Linked DNA regions of Sus scrofa: region 2 is linked to region 1. The links are chromatin contacts, called in public Hi-C maps. All regions are on one chromosome and are shown on one strand. Each heading gives the region's core, a stretch centred on a gene start, on an enhancer-like site or on the middle of the called end of the contact. The rest is flanking DNA. Distances are from core to core; before and after follow the strand shown. Region 1 has its middle 21 kb from the start of SIK1. Region 2 overlaps HSF2BP (heat shock factor 2-binding protein).

The links. A called contact is a pair of places that touch in the nucleus more often than the background predicts.
Region 2: a Hi-C map of liver shows a contact between it and region 1, with 3 times the contacts expected there. The contact joins two enhancer-like sites. A contact is called at or near these places in 7 of 47 Hi-C or Micro-C datasets (embryonic fibroblasts, epiblast stem cells, fetal liver and 2 more).

The regions. Positions count from the first base shown.
Region 1 is chr13:206,484,050-206,488,658 of Sscrofa11.1, forward strand. No RefSeq gene overlaps it. Among named protein-coding and RNA genes, the nearest start is that of SIK1, 21 kb to the left of the region's middle. Within about 2 kb of position 1,997, at least 13 of the 83 cell types and tissues checked have an H3K27ac peak or open chromatin away from gene starts, as enhancers often do. A contact at or near this core is called in fetal liver and liver, where this site is marked.
Region 2 is chr13:206,560,573-206,565,181 of Sscrofa11.1, forward strand. The region is part of intron 8 of HSF2BP (heat shock factor 2-binding protein); the gene reads right to left. Among named protein-coding and RNA genes, the nearest start is that of HSF2BP, 66 kb to the right of the region's middle. Within about 2 kb of position 1,964, at least 25 of the 83 cell types and tissues checked have an H3K27ac peak or open chromatin away from gene starts, as enhancers often do. A contact at or near this core is called in fetal liver and liver, where this site is marked.

The DNA of each region.
Region 1 (4,609 bases), core at 747-3,246:
CAGGGCCGAGCCAGACGGTCCCTAAGTGTCATGTGGGCACGAGGGACAGGGGTGGAGACCTCCCCAGATGTGAAGGCCTGGGGTCAGTGGCAGCTCAGAAGTGTGACTCTGTCTGGCCCCCGAGCAGGACAAGCAGAGAACCAGCCTCCTGACTCTGATTCACAAACAAAATTCTACCAAGAGAATTTGAGCATCTGATTGGCTTTTACCAAGGATTTGGGGGTCTGTGGGCAGCGTCCCATCTAGTAAACAAGGGCTCCAGGGGTGGCACAGGTGGGAGGTTCCCACAGGCAGAAGGAGGGCAGGACAACAGGTATTAAGAAAAGAAAAGCAAGGAGAGTTTCCAGCCAGGCGCCAGCTGCCGGAACTCTGCCAGCTGCCCACCCAACCTGCTGCCCACCCAGCCTGCTGCCCCACCCGGTCGGTCCCTTCCCTCCGGCCGGAACCACCACAAACTCCTGCCCACGTATCCCCCCCTCTAAGACCCCCGACTGCCCGGTGCTTCCCCCTGTGCGGTGGGCAGTGCCCCTCCTCTGGGGGGTCCATGAGGAGGGCAGGCAGCTCCTGAACTGCTGGTGTCACCACACCAGAGACTAATGAACCTTCACGTAAAAACACTCCCAGGAGTTCCCTGGTGCCGCAGCGGATTAAAGATCCTGCATTGTCTCTGCTGTGGCACAGGTTTGATCCCTGGCCCAGGAACTTTCTCATGCCCCAGGTGTGGCCAAAAAAAAACCACACAAAACACACAACTCCCTGCACAGGCCTGGCAACTTCCAAGTCCCAGGGAGAGCCTTCCCGTCCACGGACAGACCTGCTCAGCCCCCAGCCCCGTAGTTCCCTGCAGGTGGGGATCCGGTGCCCTTGCTGGCTCCTCGTGGCTCTGGTTCCACTGCCCACAGCCCATCTCGTTGTGGGGAGCTTCAGCCATGGAGCAGCCGCTGATGCAAAGCCAGGGCTCTCGAGGGGGCTGCTTGGGGGTATCCTCAGAGAGGAGCCGGCCCTGCAGGGCTGCCCACCCCCCTGGGGCCACCCCTTTGAGCACCCCTAGATAGTGCAGAGGGGAGGGGAGCCCCGGCCCTGCCCTTGGACCAGCAAGACTCGGCAGCATCTTTTTGCTGCCCGCATTTTGTGCTTGAGGTCAGGACCCGGTTTGGGGCTGGGTCTCCCCATTTCAAACTCCCTGCAGGCTTTGCATCCCGCCTCTGCTTCTATTCCAGCACATTCCGGTGGAACGGCTGCCGGAGCCATACCGCCCACGCCTCCTTTGCCTGTGATCCCGTAATCCCTTCGGGACGGGCGGCCCCTGGACCCGGCGGGCCTGCCAGGCGTGAGCATCCTCGCCTGTCATCCTCCCGCCCCCTCCGCCCCCGGCCGCTGACTCAGCCTCATAACCCCAAGCACTGTCCCCTGAGGCTGACTCGGTTCTCGGCTGGTGTGGAATCCAGCCCCTGCGTCTGCAGAGTCCGTGTAGTGGTCCCAGCTCCCCGCCTCCCTGACCTCTCCCCGGCCAGGGCCAAACGGGGCTGCAGGAATGCCCGGGGCTGCAGAGGAGCCAGCGCCACCCCGGCTTGGTGGCTCCCCCCGCCCCACATTGCTCAACGCCCCAGGGACCAAACCCAGGATGTGCCCGAACAGGGGAGGCTGACCCATGGACGTGACAAGGGACCTGGCCTCCCCTCACCCGAGGAGGCTGCGCCTGGGACAGACAGTGTAACCCCTCGGCTCAGAGCTCCTCGGGGCGGGACAGGATGGATAGAGAAGCAGACCTGGGGCGGGGGGGGGTGTTCTCGGGGTTTTCCAGCATCCTCAGGAGCAAAGACAGTCCTGCGTGGAGCGGAGGCTCAGGCCGCGGGGGTCAAGGTTCTTAGCCAGAGTCACGTGGGTTACAGCAATGCCGGCAGCGAACTCCTGACCCCAGCAGAGGAGAGGTCAGCCCCCGAGCCAGGGGCCGGTCAGTGTCTGAGCAAACAGACACCAGAGGAAGTGGAGCTGGAAACGGGCCGACACAGACCACACTCTGCCCTGCAGGCCTCCCAGGACGTCCTGGCAGGACACGGGGACATGTGGCGGGTTGGGCTTCTGGTCAGCAGATCTGACCTCAAAGGGCGGCAGCTCCCTTTCTGGTCAGAGGCCCCAGGATCAGACCTGGGACCCGGGAGGGCAGGGGAGCAGGTGATCCCGAGTGCGTGTCCCACGCCAGGCTCTGGCCCTGCTGCTGGGCACCCCCTCTTCCTCCGGGAGACGCCAGCCCCTGCGGCGTGGGGGGCTCTGGGCAAAGCCTGGTCACATGGGTCAGCTGGTTTTGCATTTCGATCTTGACTCAGACCCAGGTGGCAGCCAGCTCGGGGGTCCTGCAGCCAGGGACCACTGCTGTCTGTTACGAGAGAGCATGCCCGCCCCCATCCTCGTGAGTGGGGCCGGGGATCGAACGTGCAACCTCACGGGTACTAGTCAGCTTCATTAACCACCGAGCCGTGACGGGAAATCCCAGTACAGACCTTAATTTTAAAAATACCTTATTGGAGTTCCCGCTGTGGTACAGCAGGTTAAGGATCTGGCGTATTCTCTGCAGTGGCTCGGATGCCTGCTGAGACGCAGGTTCAGTCCCTGGTCTGGGAACTTCCTCTTGCCATGGGGTACGACTGTGAAAAGAAAAAAAAGACCTCATTGCTGAAAAATGCTAACCACCATCCGAGCCTTCAGCAAGTTGTAATCTTTCTGCAATAGTCACGCCAAAGACCATGGACCCACCTAATGAATATCACACTAATGAAAGTGTTTGAACTACTGTGAGAATTAACAAAATGTGACCCAGGAGTTCCCATCATGGCGCAGTGGTTAACGAATCTGACTAGGAACCATGAGGTTGCAGGTTCGATCCCTGGCCTTGCTCAGTGGGTTAAGGATCCGGTGTTGCCGTGAGCTGTGGTGTGGGTTGCAGATTCGGCTCAGATCCCGAGTTGCTGTGGGTGGTATAGGCCGGCGGCTACGGCTCCGATTCGACCCCCTAGCCTGGGAACCTCCATATGCTGCGAGTGCGGCCCTAAAAAAGGCAAAAAGACAAAAAAAAAAAGTGACCCAAAGATGTGAGGTGAGCAGATGTGGTTGGAAAATGGTGCCAGTAGACCCGCTCGACTCAGGGTTGCCACAAACGTCTGATGTGCTGTTGTCGCTGTTGAAGCCCGAAAAGCAGCACAAGGTGCGGCTGGGTTGTGTTTCTAAGATGACCCATGCGGTTGCAAGTAACCACGGGTCACTCTGGGTCTGCTGTATACTATTCCCCTGGGGACAACTACACGATCCCACGTGGCATCACCGGCAATGACCCGAGGGTCTGGAATATTCTTCTGTGCGTGTCCTGGTCTGCGTGTGGCTTCTCCAGGCCACCACCTCTCTCCTGTTTCCATTTTTCAACCAACTGGGCAGAGCCGGGGCTGCGGACAAGGAATGGGGGTGTGGGGCCTGGCGGAGCCCACCTGGGGACGACAGGTGTCCAGTCACTGAGTGCGCATCCCCTGAGGTTATCGATTGGTTGCTTTTTGTTGTTGTTGTTTCTCAGGGATATACCTGAGGCATATGGAGGTTCCCAGGCTAGGGCTCTAATTGGAGCTGTAGCCACCGGCCTACACCAGAGCCACAGCAATGCCAGATTCGAGCCGCCTCTGTGACCTACACCACAGCTCATGGCAACACCAGATCCTTCACCCACAGAGCGAGGCCAGGGATCGAACCCTCAACCTCATGGCTCCTAGTCAGATTCGTTTCGGCTGCGCCACAACAGGGAACTCCTCGATCGGTTTCTTGACCAGCGTAGCTGTGTTCCCAAGACGGTGAACCCTTCCAGGCAGAGCAAACCTCTGCCTTGAGAGCCCCTCCCTTTCCCGTCTCTCTGAGCGTAGGGTTAGGGTTAGGGTGAGGGTTAGGGTTAGGGTTAGGGTGAGGTCAGAGGGCACGAGCCGCAGTGGGGCTGGCGGAGGCCAGGCGGTCCACCTCCCTTGAGGCTGTGAAACTGGCCTGGGCGCTCAGAGGCCAAGGCCTGTTGCCTTCTCTCCTGCCGACTTGGGGAGGCCCCACTATTGCCTGTCAGCGCACTGCGGGTGGATGCTTTTGCAAAACACAGTGACAAGGAGCAAGATGAAACTGGAAGCAGAGAAGCAAAGTATACTCGCGGCTGTGCTCAGAGACGCGGGGCCACGGGTCACCCAGCTATCGGCGTCTTGATGTTGGGGTTCGTCTTGCTGGGGGGCAGGGACGTGCGCTGCTGCGGCTGCTCGGGGTGGGGCGCTGGGGAGGCGGTGCACGCAGGGCCTGGCCCGCCGCACCCGACATCGGGAGCCAGATCCAGGCCACAGATGCCCCTGCTGGGGGCGTGTCATTTGGCGGGATGAGTTTTTGAAGTCGCACACTGGAGTGGGTAGAAGAGCCCCCCCCCCGCCCCGAATTCGTGTCGACTCAGAGGTCAGAGCGTGGTCTGACTGGGAACTAACTCTGCGGGGGGGGGGGCGGTCCCAGGGGAACGGAGTGGGCGCTGACCCAATGCCCGGTGCTCTCCCAAGAGGAGGGGCATCTGGACACAGGAGAGGCCACGTGACAGCGCAGGCAGTGA
Region 2 (4,609 bases), core at 714-3,213, 76 kb after region 1:
AGTGTCTTTCATCAATGTCTTACAGTTTTCAGTGAGCAGGTCTTTTAATCTCCTAGTTAGATTTAGTCCTAGGTATTTTATTCTTTTTTGATAGGACTGTAAATGGGATTCTTCCTCAATTTCACTTTCTGATAGTTCCCTGTACAGAAATACAACAATTTCTGTACATTAGTTTTGTGTTCTGCAACTTTACCAACCTCACTGATGAGCTTCAGCAGTGTTCTGGTGGTGTCTTTAGGATTTTCTATCCTGTCTTCTATCCTTCATATCATGCCATCTGCAAACAGCGACAGCTTTAACTTCTTCCTTTCCTGATTGGGTACCTTTTGTGTGTGTGTGTGTCTTTTTGTCTTTTTAGGGCCGTGCCCGTGGCATATGGAGGTTCCTAGGCTAGGGGGCCAATCAGAGCTGCGGCTGCCGGCCTACACCACAGCCATGGCAATGCAGGATCCTTTTTTTTTTTTTTTTTTTTTTTTTGTCTTTTTGCCTTTTCTAGGGCTGCTTCCCGCGGTATATGGAGGTTCCCAGGCTAGGGGTTGAATCAGATCTATAGCTGGTGGCCTACACCAGAGCCACAGCAACTCGGGATCTGAGCCTCGTCTGTAATTTACACCACAGCTCACGGCAACGCCGGATCCTTAACCCACTGAGCAAGGCCAGGGATCGAACTCGCAACCTCATGGTTCCTAGTCAGATTCGTTTCCGCTGAGCCATGACGGGAACTTCCTAATCGGGTAACTTTTATTTCTTTTTCTTCTCCGAGTGCTGTGGCGAGGACTTACCCTGTTGGTATTTTTATTTGGCATGTTGAGGCAAAATATCAGCTTTACAATATAGATTCTTCTCAGGCAAACAAGAATTTATATTTCCATTTATTCAAGCTTGTTTATCTTCACCATATAACATTTAATAAAAAATTTAAAAATAAACCAAAGAGATGGAAAATAGAAGAAAAGAAAGAGGCCCAATATCAAATAATAGATGCTCCTATGAAGAGGAAGTGAGCCAGCAGAGAGAAGGAAACTAACGTGGAGCCTCCATGAAACAGCGCCTAAGCCCTAGCAGATTAATGTAAAACCTCAGCTGAAGCCTTATTCATCTCAGTTCCTATTACCCAACAAACAGCATCCAGCTTTCAACCAAAAATGACAAGGCATGCTAAAAGAAAAGACAGTACACAGTTTGAAAAGACAACCGAAGCATCAGAGCCAGACTCTCTAGGACAGAGAGTTGGGAATTAGCAGACGGGATATGTGAAGTAACTATGAGTAATACCCTAAGGGCTCTATCTTAGTCAGTTTGCGCCTCCGTAACAAAACACCACCAAGTAGTAACAGTAGACATTCTCTCACTGTCAGGAGACGGAAAGTTCGCGATCACAGCACCAGCAGGAAGAGGCCCCTGCCGCCTCCCTCCTTGTCAGGCAGGTGTCCTTCTCACGGCCCCCACGCCTCCTGAACCTCTCGGTCCCAGTCTCTTCTCCACAGAAGGACTCCTGTCAAACTGCACTAGGATCCAAGCGGAAGGCCTCATTTTAACTTGATTGCCTCTTTAAAGCCCTATTTCCAAATACCGCCACATTCTGAGATAGCAGGAGGAGGGGTGGTGATTAGGGCTTCAACCTATGAATTTTCAACAATTCAGCCCACAATAGGCTCTAATGGAAAAAAATGCAACAGAAAAGAAATATAAACAGAGAGGTGGAGATCCCAAAAATGAATCAAATTTCAGCTTAGATATTATCTCCTCAGAGAAGCTTCCCCCACCGCCCAATGTAAAGATACTACCTGCTCAGCCTCGCACCCACCGCCCAATTTTAAGTCTCTGAACAGCGTTTATTCTGCTACATGACCTTCTCTCCTCCTCGCTGGACGGAAAGCTCCGGGAGTCAAGGGCCTTGTCAGCCTTGCTCATCACTGTGTCCCTGATACAATAAATATTTGCTGAACAAATGAAAAGACTGTTGCATGTGGCCAAGGCTGATGTAATGCATTTCAGAGCAAACAAAATAACTAGGCCGCTGAAAAGATAGCTGTGCGGCCATCAAAGAAGCGTAAAAGAAAACCAGCCACTGGAAGCGACAAATGAGACAAAGGCTGCCAAGGGTGCCGCCACAGACATGCCTTCACGATGACATGGCCGTAAGGAAAGCTCCTGGAGAGCCCGAGCGCTCTGCGGGAGGCCCCGTCCCCAACCAGGGCACCAACCCCCACTAACCCCCAACCAGGGCCCCTCAGGCTCTGCTCGGCTGTGCCCCGAGCACCTCGCCAATCTTTGGGTCACGCGATACTGGCCTGGCCTACGTGTTCCTTCCGAGGATGACCAGAGTAAAATGAAGAACACTTAGCAGCTCTCTCCTCCCAGCTCCTGCAGTCATCTCACGGACAAACTATGCGACCAGGACCCCCTCTAAAGATCACACCAAGTCCACAAGCCTGCACGCGGTGGGGGGCGGGGACGCCTCTGACCCCGTCTCTGTGACTAACTGAGACGACTTCCTTTTTCCCTTTGAAAACGTTCATGGCCGAGCAGTCTTCAGAGACGGTTTTGAGGGCTCCGGGTCCACCCTCTCCCCACACTGCTGGCAATCGGATTAAAAACAGCCCTTCTCCCTGTCAGGTCTCTGTCTCAAGTATTGATTTTTGAGCGGCGAGCAGCCAGACCTGATGTAGTGACGCTGTCAGCTCAGTGACAGCGTCTAAAGGGAACGTGGACCGAGGGAAAGGAAAACAGCTTAGACGCCCACACTGCACAAGCAGAAGAACACAGACCGTGTCTCTGGGGGGCACAGCTAAGCACGTTCTGGGTGACAGCAACACAACTCATCTTGCAACCATCATGGGCGCCTCATTACTTGAGACCGGGAACATTCTGGTAGGAGGCTCAGTCTGGGGCTTGGAGGCGGCGGAGGCATGTCCACCAGTGACTTCGAGAGAGCGGGTGTGGGTGACGAGGGCTTTGAAGTGCCACCTTACATTTCTTCACAAAATGGAGACGTCAGAGCTGAACAAGACAGTGCCTGCCGTTCAAAACCCGGCAGGAGATAAAGCAGAAGGAAGAGGAGAGACTCGGTGAGCTAGAAGGAAGGGCGACAGAAAGGCTCAGTCGAGCGACGGAGGAAGCAGAGCAGAAAGACGAGGAGCAGGGCCTCTGTCCGTGAGGCCATAAAAAGCATCTAATGTCCATGTCATTGCAGTTCGGGAAAGAGTGGGACAGGCGGCAGGGCTGGAAAACACTCTAAGAAGTAACAGCTGAGATTTTACCCAAGTTGGCAAAAGACACAAACCTACAGACAGAGGAAGCTGAGCCCAGAGCAACCGGGAGAGACCTCAAGAGATCTCGGCCAAGACACACCAATGGGAGGAAAGCAAGTCAAGGAGACTCGACTGCTCAGCAGAGACCTGGGGCCAGAGGGAAGCAACACAGCCTCTTCCACATGTGGAAAGGAAAAAGTGTCAACCCCGAGTCCTTCAGAAAATGAAGGGGAATTCAGGACATTCTGAGATGAAGGAAAATTCAGAGACAGAGTCTCCAGCAGACCTACTCAAAGACTGGCTAGACCACACAAGCACTCGCATCATTCAGAACCAGCCTTCCAGAGCGCAGCTCACTTCTCTGCACTTCTCTGTCCACACCTGCCGCCACCCGCTCGGGGCGGACAGCCCGGCCCCACGTGCTGGCAGCTGCCCTTGGAAGGGAAGCTCCTTCCCTGGGGGCCCGGCCAGAGTGCAGCTCAGCCACTCTGCTACCGCCACAGGGCCCCGCGGCCCACAGGGACCTCCACCCGACACTGGCCCTCGCGCGGCACCCACCCTGGACGGCAGCCTGCAGAGTCCCGAGTGTCAGCCCTTGTCAGTCCCTTGCCATCAGCAGTCCCCCCGCCTTCCAGCGCCTCCCCCTTTATGGGCCCCTCGGGGAGACCCCGTGGGGCTCACCCAAACCCTCTGTGGTCTGAACTGAGCAATCCAGCCAGCGACCCCCACAAAGACCCTCATGAAGGGCCCAGGCCCCGCCTCCCGGTCTGCACTGGGCCCCGACCTGCCGTGTGGCCCCTCGTGGTGCCCTGTCCCCTCCCAGGACCCGTGAGTAAGAACTTCTCGGCGTCAGGCCCTCTGTGGTCCGTTGCTGAACCGCAGCTCACGCCTGGCCACCTGTGCTCCGCCTAACGAGTGTTAGTTTGACCACTCATACCGCAGCCCAACAGCGGGAGGATGCCCATCGAGTGATGGATGAAGAGAAAGCGTGGCGAGGCTACCCAAGCGGCTGGCTGTCACCTGGCCCAGACAAGGGGTGAGGTACAGCGAAATGCTGCAGCGCTGATGACCCCGGAAGACGCGCTAAGGAACGGAAGTTGCCACAGAAGGCCCCACGTTACACAAATCCCACTTCTGCACTGGCCAGAACAGGTAAACACAGAGACTGAGAGCAGGGTGGCAGCTGCCAGGGGCAGAGTGGAAAGGAGACGGGCACAGACTGTGATGGGCACAGGGTTGCTATCGGCAGTGATGGCGACAGTCTAAAGTTAGACGGTGGTGATGTCTGCACAGCTCTGTGAACGCACCACAAAGTGCTGAATCATACACCATAAGTGGTTGAATCTCATGGTATG